Regions from separate parts of the Sus scrofa genome. Here region 1 is linked to region 2. The links are chromatin contacts, called in public Hi-C maps. All regions are on one chromosome and are shown on one strand. The core of a region is the stretch at or near the end of the contact, and the rest is flanking DNA. Distances in the headings are between cores, read along the strand shown. Region 1 holds the start of RHBDL3 (rhomboid-related protein 3). Region 2 overlaps RHBDL3 (rhomboid-related protein 3).

Region 1 (5,839 bases), core at 155-2,654, 44 kb before region 2:
TGAAACCGAGATGAAAATTGGTGTCTGTAGCAAACTCACCTAATTAGAATGGAGTTAATTTCCTTCTCTGTGGGGAAGCAGGAGAGTCGGGTGGGGAGCAGTCCTTGTCGGTGGAGATTGGTCACAGGTTGGATCCTGGGGCCGGGTTATGTGTTTGCCTTATGGAAATGAGAGCATTAATTGCAACTTTCACTATTGAAAAAGCACATCATTTCTGAGAGGGAGAGAGGAGCAAAGGCCAGTGGGTGAGTGGGTGGAGGTAAGAGGAGTAGAAGCAGCCTTGGTGTGGGCTGGGGACGGACTGTGGGACATCACCAGAGATGAATCCCTGAGCTCCCCAAGGAAGCCGGGCACCTGTCCCAGCCTGCCACTGGCACCGTTCAAAGGCAGAGTCTCTGCTTAAGGGAAGCAATCTCTCCTGGGAGGTCTTCCCTGCAAGGAAAGAGTACCATTTTTTTTTTTTCTTTCTTTAAAAGATCCCCTCTTCCTCTGCTCTAACTTGATTCCCACTTGCTGTAGTTTCTTGACCTCCCCTCTCCCATTTGGGACACTTCTCTGGTCTTAACTTTCTCACCCCGGTCCAATGCAGCCAGAGCACATAACTCTTGGGTGTAGGGAGGAAAGATTGAAGGTTTGGGGTCTGGACTCCCCTATCTGACTTCTCCCATCCCGAAAATACTGCGTCGGCCTGGACCGCCCAGGGTCTGAGACCGAAGTGAAAGGAGACGCAAGGATGGTCGAGGGATCCTGTCCTCCCAGCATCCCGCCCCCAGTGCACTCCCGGTTAACCCCGACGTTGCCAACTTAATGAAAACCTCATCCCTGCCTCCTTCACGCGTCTGCGGCCTCCGAGTCATCATTAAGCCGGTGGGTCTCGGCAAGTGGACACTGCACCCTCGGCGGCGTGCGGAGAGACAGACCCGGACCTGGGGTGGAGGCAGGTGTGATGGGGCGGGGGACCGCGCAGCCCCATCCCCGCCCCGGGCGGTGCAGCCACTTCCCCGCCAAGCCCGCCGCAGCTCGCCTCCTCCCCGGGCCGCGGCGCTCTGACCGGTTTGGCCCGGGTGGTGGCGCCCGGGGGTGGGGGGTGGGGGGTGGGGGGCGGCGGTCCCAGGGAGCAGCCCCGCCCCCGCCCGCGCGCCGCTCCCGAGGAGTCCGCGGGGAGGAGGAGACTCCGGCGCAGAGTGGGGGCCGCAGGAAGCGGGCAGGGAGCGCGGGGAGCTGCGGGGCCCGCCCGGCCCAAGGGCGCCCTCGCCTCGGAGCCGGGCGAAGGGGCCGGGACGGAGGCCGAGGCCCGCGGGGCCGCGGGGCCGGGGGCGCCGAGAAGTTTGCGGCGGAGGGCCGGGCATCCCGGGGTCGCGAGGCGGCGGCGCGGGGGCCGGGGCCATGGGGGCGGGCGCGGAGGCGGCCCGGCGCTCGCAGAGTCCTCGGAGCGGCGCTGCGACCGCGGCGCAAAGTTAGCCCGGCGCCCCGGGACGAGCCCCGCAGCCGCGGCCGGCCCCGGAGCCGCCTCGGCATGGGCGAGCACCCCAGCCCGGGCCCCGCAGTGGCCGCCTGCGCTGAGGCGGAGCGCATCGAGGAGCTGGAACCCGAGGCCGAGGAGCGGCCGCCGGCGGCGCCGGAGGACGTGAGTACCCCCTCCCCAGCCCGGGCAAACTTTCTGGGGGGCGCTAAGGGGAGAGCTGCCCTCCGTTCGCCCCCCGCGGGGCAATTGGGAGGTTTCAAGGTGACGCGGGAGCGCCCCGGATTGGCCGGGTCCCCGCGGGCGGAAAGGGGCGGAGGGACTGGTCTCCCCGAAACGCGCGCGCGCCACCCCCCGCTCGGGCTCCCGGGGCTTCCCTGCGGAACGCAGCGCCCGCCACTGCGCAGGGGACTCGTCGGCCGCCGGAGCCCCCTCCCCGCGGCTGGTGCAGTGCCCGGGACACGGCGTTTTCCCGCAGAGGCGGCCGCGTCACAGCAGTGACTCCCCTCCTCTCCCACTCGCGACCTGCGGGCTCTCGGAGCCTGGGGAAGAAGCGGGCGCCCCAGAGTCCCCGGAACCCTGCAGCCCAGACCGGTCTGGCGACCCCCACCTCAGCTCCCAGATTAGCCCGCAGCCGGCACCTGCCTTGTCGCGACGCTGATTGAAATTCAAGCTGACCCCGGTCCCTGAGCCCGGCCGGCCGGCGGAGGGAGAGGAGTGTTGGGAGCGCTTTTGCTCCCAGAGGGGGTCTCAGGAGTCCAAGACCGCGTCCGTGCCAGCGACAGTCCCCCGGGCGAGGATCGGGAGGGGCCGCCCCAGGGGGCTTCCCTGCCATCTGCTGCTTGAGTCTCCCTCCCTCTGGTCCTGCGAGCCCTCGGCAGAGCCGGCACTGGGGAGTCCTGGGAACTGGAGTTTCTTAAGCTTCTCCCTCGCGAGGTTAACCTGCTAACAGAGCAGAAAAACTGAGCAGACGCTCTGCCCTGCCCCTTCCCTCTCAGGGTGGGGACACGCAAGTGAAGCCAGGCCCCCAACCTACCAGACCTTAGCCCGAAAATCTGAATGGGGTTGTATCCCCTTCGCCTCTTGTGCTTAAACCCCTCACTGGCGTCTGGCCCCAATGGCCTGGCAGAATCTCATGGACTCATCACTTAGACTCAGCCTTGAAAGAGACTGGGTGGGTTTCAGTGCATGTCGGAGCCCCCATCTCCCAAAGTACAGGCAAAATGTTAGCGCCTATGAAGGGGTGGGTTTTCCTGAGAAATCTCTGGCCCCTAGCAGGGGGGGGATGGCAACAGCAGGTCTGATGGAATTGCACCGGGGCGTGCATTCCTGGGCCTGGGAGTAGACACGGAGATAAGCTTCAGGCAGCAGAAGTTATTAGAAGCCCTTGGACAGAGTCGGATGCTTTTACTTAGTAATTGTTGAGAATCACCCTTGCTCTGCTCATCCCTCCTCTTGCCTGTCCCAGAATGAGGGACACTCTCCCTCTCCCCACCCCCTTTGCTATGTGTAGACTCACTTGGGAAGCTATTACCAGATTTTCCCTGGTCTCTTGGTGGACCCTGAGCCTGGGCAGCAGCTGGGAGGCTAGGTCAGAAACAGCAGGGGGCTACAGAAGCCTTGCTGATAAGTGTGTTTCTTTCTTTCTCTCTCCTCTTCCTCCTCTCCTGCATGGCCTCCCTCTCTACCAGCACTGGAAAGTCCTGTTTGATCAGGTATGTGAGCGTTAAATCCCCCCCCCCTTCCTTCCAGCCCTCCCGCAGTCAGTCTCTCCGCTTGCGTGGGCTTCCCCAGCTCTGCGCTCCGGAGCCGGTGACGCAGCGTAGGGGCGTGGCTTAGCGCATCCCTGGGCCCGAGCGGGACCGCTCTCCACTGCCCTCCAGGTTGCAGGAGGACGTGGCGGGCTCTTCTGAGAGATGCTTGCCTCCTTCTTCCTCCCAACTCCTCTTCACCAGAGCCGGCTTTATACCATGGAGTCCGTGTTGAAAGCCTGGGACATTCTCTTTATGCTCGGGAATTTCCGTAGGGGCTGGGGGGGTGGGGGAAGGGCTTAGGGTAACGTCCCCTCTCCTTGTCCACCTCCTCGGTCAGAGATCCATGGTCACCCCTGAAGTCCACACCTCCGCCCTCTTTGGAGGGTGACTTGCAATATGGGCACTTGTGAAAGCTGACTTTAATTTGGCTGCCGGGATGGGGGAGTTGTAGATGGAAAATCGTATGTGATGGTTTGCAGAGCCTGGAACCTAGGTGTAGGGCGCGGAGTTGGAAGTGCCACGTGTTGGCTTCGGAAGCCAGAGACGGACATTTGACCTTCAGCAGGAAAGGGTTCTCTTCCTTGCTTGGTACTCCTGTTGCGTGCTGTTGCGTGTTTCCTTCTCCCTCCCTGTTGGACCGAGCAGAAGGAGGTGCCGGAGAGACAGAAGGAGCTGTCCTGGTGTGGGGGAATAGTGAGCGCTACAGTCCTGGGGTGCCAACTCGTAGGCCGTGAAGTGTGTGCCACTCTAAGAGACAAGTCTGGTTGGGCCAGAGGAAATGTGTTGGGCTGGAGAGGGAGATAAAGCTGAAAAAGTAGCATGGACCAGACCTTACCCCTTAGAGGCAGGGGGAGCCTTTGAAAAAATTTTTAGCAAGATCCAGGCAGTGCTTTGGGAAGATTCTGAGAGTGGGATAAAGGTGAGATGGGTTGCGGGGATGAAAGAAATGGGCCAGGAGCCTGCAGCAGTGAATGGAGCCAAGCACCTGGACTTGGAAGATGACAGTGGGAGGGGGAAGAAGAGGGACATGCTGACGAGAGAGTTGGAAGAACTTATTGGACCCGAATAGCTGAGATGACCCACGTGTATAACTGGAGACTGAACTGATGAGGAGACGGAAAAGTCAGGGTGGAGGCAAGGGGTTTTGCACAACTGACAGTTTTACTTTCATACCTATTCAGTTTGCAGAACCAGCTAAATGCAGATGGCCGAATTTGGGTGGAAAACATGGAATTTGGCTTGAAAGACACGGTGGGCTGGGGGGGGGTGGAGGGGTGTCAGCCACCTTGGGGAGCATCCTGTGGCTCCTGTCCCTCTGCCTAGCGCATCTCTCTTGGCTCCCGAATGCCACCCACTCTCCCTCAGGCTCCTAAGAGTGCAGCAGCCGCTGGCCTGATGCCCTGAGGCAGGAGGGAGCCGCCTGCTCCCACTGATACCACGACCAGCAAGCTGCCAGCCCTTCGCACCTCCAGCCAGATTTAGAATCGAAACCTAGAACAAAGTGTATCATTCTTTTTCCCCTCTGTCTGTGTCTTTCTCATTTGATTAGCTTCCTTTGCCAGTCCCTGCATGTGTGTTTACATTTCAAACCAAACTATTTGGGTGAAGGGAGGAAGAATTTGGAACTCAAGGGAGCAGAGTGTATGCATAGCACCTAATATCAGTAAGTGGTCTATGAAATCTAATTTTTCCCACTGGAGGGAGATCCCGGGTGTCACAAAGAGCATCCCCCTGCTTCTGGGAAGGCTCACCCAGAAACCATTCTGGACAGACAAAATTAATTCTAGGAAAGAAACTCCTAAAACTTACTCTGCACCGTTTTTCTCTCCTGATGTGTTCTGCTTATGGCTACCCCATCCCGCCCATGGCTGTAGAGACTCGTTGCTGTTGTCTTCCTTCCTACTGGTGCTTTGTGTTTAAGGAGAACTGCTCGGGAGCAGGGCCCGACCTCTGGCAAATATCCAGGCCCTCTGCGTCTGTTCTGCCTGCTTTGTGCGGCCACCCCGGCCCATTCCCCGGACAGGGCTGGACGAAGAGCAGGTGCGGAGCTTCACAAATAGATGCACAGTTTCAGAAGGACGCCGCCGGGTTGTTCAGGAAGCTGAAGGGTCTTATCCTTTCTGCCTCTTCCTCCAGGCCTGCTTAAGGGAAGGATTTGGTGCTGGTGGACTTGGTGCCCTCAGGAAGGAATGTCTGGCGGAGGGTTGCAGGCAGCCTCCCCACGATTTCTAGCAGAAATAGACAGCCCTGGTCTAACTGTGCTGAATGGGGTGGGATTCACATGTCACCCCTCAGAGTCCCTGAACACTAATGTGGGTCAGGGGGATACCTGGTCGGTCTTTCCTTCTTTCTTTCTTCCTCACCTGCAGCATATGGAAGTTCCTGGGCTAGGGGTCAGATCTGAGCTATAGCCACTGGCCTATGCTGCAGCTTTCGGCAATGCTGGCTCCTTAACCAACTGACTGGGCCAGGGATCGAACCCACATCCTTATGGACACTATGTTGGGTTCTTTTTTTTTTTTTTTTTTTTTTTTTTTTTGGTCTTTTTAGGGCCGTACCCGTGGCATATGGAGGTTCCAGGCTAGGGGTTGAATTGGAGCTGTAGCCACTGGCCTATGACAGA
Region 2 (6,321 bases), core at 844-3,343:
CCCCACATCAAGCTGCTGCACATTGCAGCCAAAAAAAAAAAAACAAATGGAAGATTATCTGTTTTTTTTGTTTTTTGATGTTTCAGGTCACACCACAGCATACGGAAGTTCCCAGATAAGGGTTGAGTCGGAGCTGTAGCTGGCAGCCTGCACCACAGCCACGGCTACGTGGGATCTGAGCTCCATCTGCAACCTACACCACAGCTCATGGCGACACTGCATCCTTAACCCACGGAGCAAGGCCAGGGATTGAACCCTTATCCTCATGGATACTAGTCAAATTCTCAATCCTCTGAGCCACAGTGGGAACTCCTGGAAGCTTACCTCAAGCTTAAAAAAAAAACTCTCTCCGAGATGCTCATCCATTGAGACTTCCGCTTACATGTTACACTGAGTGTGCCCTTTCCTTGCACTGACTCATTTGATACTTGGCAGTGAACTTGACCCCTGAGCCTTCTCTTCGTTTGTTCCTCAGATGCAGGGTTTTGAGTTCTTTTATCATCCTGATAGTTCTGCTTGGACTTGGCTGGCTTTGCTCTCCTGCATCCCTTTACAGCCATGGGACTGTCAGGTGTCTGTGTGCGCCAAGAAGAGGGACTCTCATCTCCCGGGATCTAGCGTCTTTTCCTCTTGAATGTAGTTCAAGAGCTTTTATGACAGTAGTAAACTTGCCATTGCCTCAAATCTCAAAGCCATGCTGCTGTGATCTGGGACTAAGCCATGACCGCCTCATTCAGGATTTCATGGAGGTGGTTTTTTTCATACATCTGCAGAGGAGTGGTCTGATCAGAAACTAATGGAACTCTCTCCTTTTTCCCTAGAACTGGTCAGGCATGAAGTGTCAATTCAAGCTGCTGCGGATGGCTGTGGCCTTGATCTGTAGTAAGTGCGGGCGGGGCGGGTTGGGGAAAGGGAGCTGGGTGTCAGGCCTGGGAGATGTAGAGATGGCACAGTCCCTACCCTTCAAGGGGCTTGTGGTCCAGAAGAAATGGGTGAGATAGCCACGATGTGCAAGAAAGTGGGGATGTTATGAGAGAGTCTGGCCTACAGTGCTGCTTCCTGACCGTTCTTCAACCATTCACTGACATAATACTGCAAACAGAAAGGTGCACATAAGCCTAAATGTCCAACTCAATGGTCAAAGCAAGAAAAATAACCTTTTTTGGGAGTTCCCATTGTGGCGCAGTAGAAACGAATCCTAGCAGTGTCCACGAGGATGCGGATTTGATCATGTGGATGGAACTGCAAAGAGAGGAGTTGGGCTTTCTCCTGAATGCACTGGGAGGCCGCTGGAGGGCTTTACACTAGGGAGATGCTGACAGTTTTGATGGTGTTTGAGTGACTAGTCAGGCTACAGTATGGAGAGGGAGTTGAGTGTGAGCGATAAAAGCCAAGAGGCTCATTCTGAGATGGAAAGAGATGAGTCTGAATAGAAGAGAGAAGAGGGGACACACAGACTCCTGTGCAGGCCCCACAACAGGGCTATGAAGAGCAGATGATTGTCAGGCTTAATATACAGGCTCAGAGGGTGACGTTCCTTGCCTGGGATCCGCCCCCTAGTGGTGGTAGAGCCAGAATTCGGGGCCAGCCAGGGCCCAGGGCCGGGCAGGAGCTCCTGGACTCTCCCTGCCTGGGTCAGCCCCCTGCGACGTGAGGAAGAGGAAGACTGAGCCAGAACAAAAGAGAGAGGGAGGAGGGGCCTGGGTGGGCTCCACTTAAGTCCACTTTCCCATCCCTTATACCCCCTGGCTTTCAGGGCCCTGTGGCCTACTTCCTGGATGGGGTTGGAGCATCTCTAATCCCAGAGAGGACCTACTAGCCCTAAAACTCACAGAATCTTTGAGCCTGGGTAGTGGGGGGCCATGGAGGAGAGGGGCTGGGAGCAGAGGGAGAATGTATCTTCCTTGTCTGCTCAGACTGAGTTTGTTTGCAAGGAAGGGAACCGAATCACGAGTCTTGCTGTTTGAAAGAATCCAGCTCCAAGCTTCATAAGAACTAAAATGCTGTTTTGGAACAGGGACCACTGCCTTTCAAATCTCCCTTGTGGACCCCAGGGCCTGGAGAGGCGGCGTATGGTGTGTGTCCCTGGCCGCTCCTTTTCCGCCATCTATTGGCCATCCCTGGAGTTGCAGGGCCCTGGCCAGAGGCTGGGCAATTCCCTGGGGAAAGACCATCTTTGGCCTCTCAGGAGGGGTTAGGGTGGGGAGAGGCACTCTGGTTAATTCACTGCGTAAGTACAAAATTGCCCTCCAAGACTTTCAGTATGTCAGATGGGGATATGAATACCAGCCCTTGGTGTTCTTTGGGTGGTCGGTAGAGAAGTGGCGCTTATTTCCCAGCACCTGTCCAGAGAGTATTTCCCCATTGGATTGGACCACCCGGGAGGGTCATGCAAGCAGGGTGGATGGGGGCATTTTAGAATCTGTTAAGATTCAATTCCAGAACTCTGTTGAGGTTTATTTCCATTCCTTCTTTGCCCTTCTCGCCCTTCCTCCCAACCACACAAACACTGGTTCTGAAGGTTCTCTAAGGGTTTGGAGCTAGTACATGAAGACACTTCACAAACTGTTAAGTGCTAGCCCCTATTGAGGTTGTGAGTGATGTTCCAGCAGTGCAGGCAGGTGCATAGAGGCCATGAATTTATTCAGATGGGGATGCTGAGCCTCCAGGACGCAGGACTACAGGGGTGCAAGGCCCTTTGGGCTTCTGCATGGAGCTGTCCCCTCCGCCTGGACCGTTCTTCTTATGGCCTTCTCTTGATAGTCAAATGTTACTCCTCTCCGAAGATCTGGCCTGATTCCCCCAACTAAAGAATCCCGCTCCTGGAGTTCCCTCGTGGTTCGGCAGGTTAAATATACAGTATTGTCACTGCAGTGGCTCAGGTCGCTGCTGTTTCGCAGGTTCAGTCCCTGGCCCAGGAACTTCCACATGCCACAGCTGCAGCCAAAAAAAAAAAAAAAAAAAAAAAAAAAGAATCCCCTCCTTAAACTTGGCATTGATTTTTAATCACCTATTTTTTTCCCCATAGAAGTTCTTTTACTAAAATTACGTTATGTATGTCGTTGCACGCTGGTCGACCTCCATACCCCGTAAGCTCTGGGAGAACGGAGGTTTGTCTGTGGTCATCACAAGAGCAGATGGGCAGGGAGCAGATGGGGCTTGGCCCGCTGGGCAGTGAATGAATCTGTGGGTGGATGGCCGGGTGGGTGGCTGTCCTGCTGAAATGCAAGGCCCCCCTCTCGGCCCTGCCCTGCAGCCCTCCCGAGACTTCTCTGTGCTTCCCCTTGGCAGTGAGCATGGAGTTTGGGCGGGCCGTGTGGCTGCGCTTCCACCCATCAGCCTACCCCCCCTGCCCTCACCCGAGCTTCGTGGCACACCTGGGCGGCGTGGCCGTGGGCATCACCCTGGGCGTGGTGGTCCTGAGGAACTATGAGCAGAGGCTGCAGGACCAGTCGCTGTGGTGGATTTTCGTGGCCATGTACACCGTCTTTGTGCTGTTCGCTGTCTTCTGGAACATCTTTGCCTACACCCTGCTGGACCTAAAGCTGCCACCACCCCCCTAAGACCCTGAAGGACTCTGGTCAGGGCAGAGAGGGAGCAGCAGCATCGGCGAGGAGCAGCTGTGTTCTTTTCTCATCACCAGCTCAGTGAGGCCGCGGAGGAGGAGACGAGAGACGCTGGGCCGCTGTGATATTTGTGTTCAGGTTTGAGCAGAGACAGTGGAGGCATTTTCCTGAAAGGCACCTGTCGGGGGAGGTGGATGTGGCTTCCTTAGTCTTTCTAGACTATTCCGAAGATGTCAGACCAGGACAAAGGCCTGGGGTGAGGTGAGAGTGGCTGGGCGTGTCCTATGTGTTCAGGGGGCCCCCCTTGTCACCAGTTGGGCAGCACCCTCTGCCCTCATCTGCCGCCGTGAGAAACCTGAGTGTAGGAGCCAGGCAGGCCCTTGTCCAGCCCTGAGATCCCTGCGGGCCAGGAAACATCCCCTGTGGAGCTCTGGAGGGGAAGGGGGTCTGGTGATGGAAGATGTGACTTGGGCCTAGGCGGTCCAGGGGGCCCTCCCACGCAGGTTGGTGGGCATGGGGATGTGGCCTTTTTTGCCTGGGGTGGGCAGAGGAGGGAGATTCTGGGGCTGCTCAGAGAGCGGAGGGAATGAGCTTCATCCCGCGTTGCACCCTGGGGAAGGGCATCAACTTTGGACTTCTCCCCGAGGCTGACATCTCCCACCAGTGCGCCAGCATCCGTGCCCTCATGAGCTGGGTCTTTTCCTTCCCTTCCACTGCCCTGACCCCACCACGTGCCTCGCCTGTGCTCACAGAGACGGTGCTCTGACGCGCGCATGCTTGTGTGTGGTTTGGCGGGTGATTGCATGTGTGATGGGAGAGGCTGCGGAGGAAGCCGCGACGGGCAGTGGGGGTGGGGGAGTCTGCGTGGGAGGGAGGAGGGTGCTGAGAGGGGGAGGGTGTGCTTCCTGCGGATCCTTGCTGTTAGCGAAGCTTGCCCCCTTCTTTCCCATCCCCGTCGTCCCTCCCGGTGCCTCCCTAGAATCACCAACCTGGGGGAGACCTGGAGGTGGAGGGGGACCTCGGGCCCTTCCAGGAGCTTCAGGATGCTGAGGTTTTCTTTGCCTTTACCACGTTCTGCTCTGATTCCCATCTAGAATAGCCTTCCTATCAGAAAAGGTTCTGTTCTGTCTCCCTTAGGAGGAAGGAGCCTTGAGGGTGCAGGAGAGGCAGGGGCAGGAATGTTGAGGCCAGAGCTCTTTTTGAGTTGGGGCACAGGAGGCTGCAGTAAAAGGATCCCCATTCAGACGGGAAACTGCTTCTGGAGAAGAATTGCTGGGTGCTTGGGTGAGTGTTAGCGGTGAGGGCGGCCCAGGGACTCAGATGCTCAGAGCAGGAGGGAGATGGAGATGGTCAAATCCATCCCCACCCGTCACCCAAGTGGCAAAATGAGGCTGAGGGGTGACCCCCTGCAGGAGCTGGTGCAGACCCCAACCGGAGGGTTGGGGGCGACCTTTGATAAACCATCCCATTCCCTTTATACGGCTCCAGGATCTCCTAACCACAGACAGCCCAGGAGGCTGAGTTTGCGCAGGAACAGGGCAGCTGCATGCCCTTACATGAAGCAAGGTCCAGGGTCAGCCAGGCCAGGCATTCGGGGGTCTTAGGCCACTGTGGCTTCCTGTCCCCAGTGATCACCTGTGATGGGCAGTGTCTTCCTACCCCAGCTCAGCCTCAGGCTATGCCAACCCCTTCATGGCTTTGCCCAGCAATGAATAGATTGTCCTGGGCCCCACATAAGGCTCCGAGGTCACGCTGCACTTGAGCCCATGTTGTGCTGAGCGCTGCCCGCCCCCGGGACTGGGCCGAGGTCTTTGGCTGAGCTGCCCCAGTCTGTGCCCTGCCAGCCACCCTCTGCCTGCTGAGAGACAGGGGCAGCTGGAAGAGTTAGCTTCTTAGGAGACTCTGAACGATAACGGGGGCCCAAAAGACTTGGGTGAGGATGGAGAAGGGGGTCTCGCCATGGACTGCCACCTCTGCTAACCCTGAGTGGTGCTGTCCCTTCCCGGTGGGACAGAGGTGGCAGGTGCCCTGCTGAGAGGCAGGGCTTTCCCTCTAGATCCCTCTCCTGGCCTGAGAGTTCTGGATGTGGGTGGAGGGAGCAGAGACCCACCTCTGCTTTCGCCCGGGCAGCCTTCCTCTCTCAGGGGCGAGAAGACTGGGAACCAGAAGATTCTAGAAAGCCCTTGGAGAAGCACCCAGTTCCCTCAGGGCTTCAGCTGGAAGCCTGTGACCGGGAAGGACTTCCTGAGGCCGAGGTCCCGTCTCCCATCCTATGAAGTCTGCCTTGTGAGGTCTGGGACACGCTGAGGGAGCCTCCTCTACATCTCAGGCCACCAGCCCCTGCTGCTCCCTGTCCAAGAGCAGCCCCCAAGTTCCTTGTTGCGCTTGACGCCCCTCCACCTCTCCCGGCCATCGCTTCCAAGCAGGACTGCGCAGTGGTGACAGTAGTCACTTCCCATGACGCAGGTGTCCCACACAGGACTGGGAGCCAGCTGTCTGGTAAGAAAGGTTTACTTTTGGGGGTCTGGCTTTGTCCCCAGCAGGTCTCTTTGCTCCCACGTTCCCAGCATCCTGCCAGCTCCAGGCAATGCTTCCCCATCCTTCCCCGTCCAGCGCGGCCACCTGGCCCGGGCGCTGCGAGCAGGGTGGAGAGAATCCAGGCTGGAGGCCAGTCGGCCTTTTGTCCACAAGCTACAAAGATTGAAAACCGAGGATTCCCCAAGCAGCGGCCCTAGACTCACTCCCTCCTCAAATG

What was found. Hi-C and Micro-C count contacts between places; a contact is called where the count stands out from the background.
Region 1: a contact with region 2 is called in a Hi-C map of skeletal muscle, with 4 times the contacts expected there. The contact joins the promoter of RHBDL3 here to the enhancer-like site in region 2. A contact is called at or near these places in 1 of 5 promoter capture datasets (liver), 25 of 47 Hi-C or Micro-C datasets (adipocytes, adipose tissue, alveolar macrophages and 14 more) and 1 of 2 datasets of contacts at active chromatin or transcription factors (skeletal muscle).

Annotation. Positions count from the first base shown.
Region 1 is chr12:42,671,877-42,677,715 of Sscrofa11.1, reverse strand. RHBDL3 (rhomboid-related protein 3) reads left to right here and starts at 1,404. Exons shown (of 8, transcript XM_021067455.1): 1 at 1,404-1,627. The coding sequence starts at 1,517. It overlaps LOC106507967 (a long non-coding RNA gene), which reads right to left and starts at 1,001. Exons shown (of 2, transcript XR_002337259.1): 1 at 40-1,001.
Region 2 is chr12:42,627,948-42,634,268 of Sscrofa11.1, reverse strand. RHBDL3 (rhomboid-related protein 3) reads left to right here. Exons shown (of 8, transcript XM_021067455.1): 7 at 822-882; 8 at 3,292-6,321. The coding sequence ends at 3,563. Among named protein-coding and RNA genes, the nearest start is that of C12H17orf75, 19 kb to the right of the region's middle. Within about 2 kb of position 2,093, at least 20 of the 83 cell types and tissues checked have an H3K27ac peak or open chromatin away from gene starts, as enhancers often do. A contact at or near this core is called in adipose tissue, alveolar macrophages, mesenteric adipose tissue and 3 more, where this site is marked.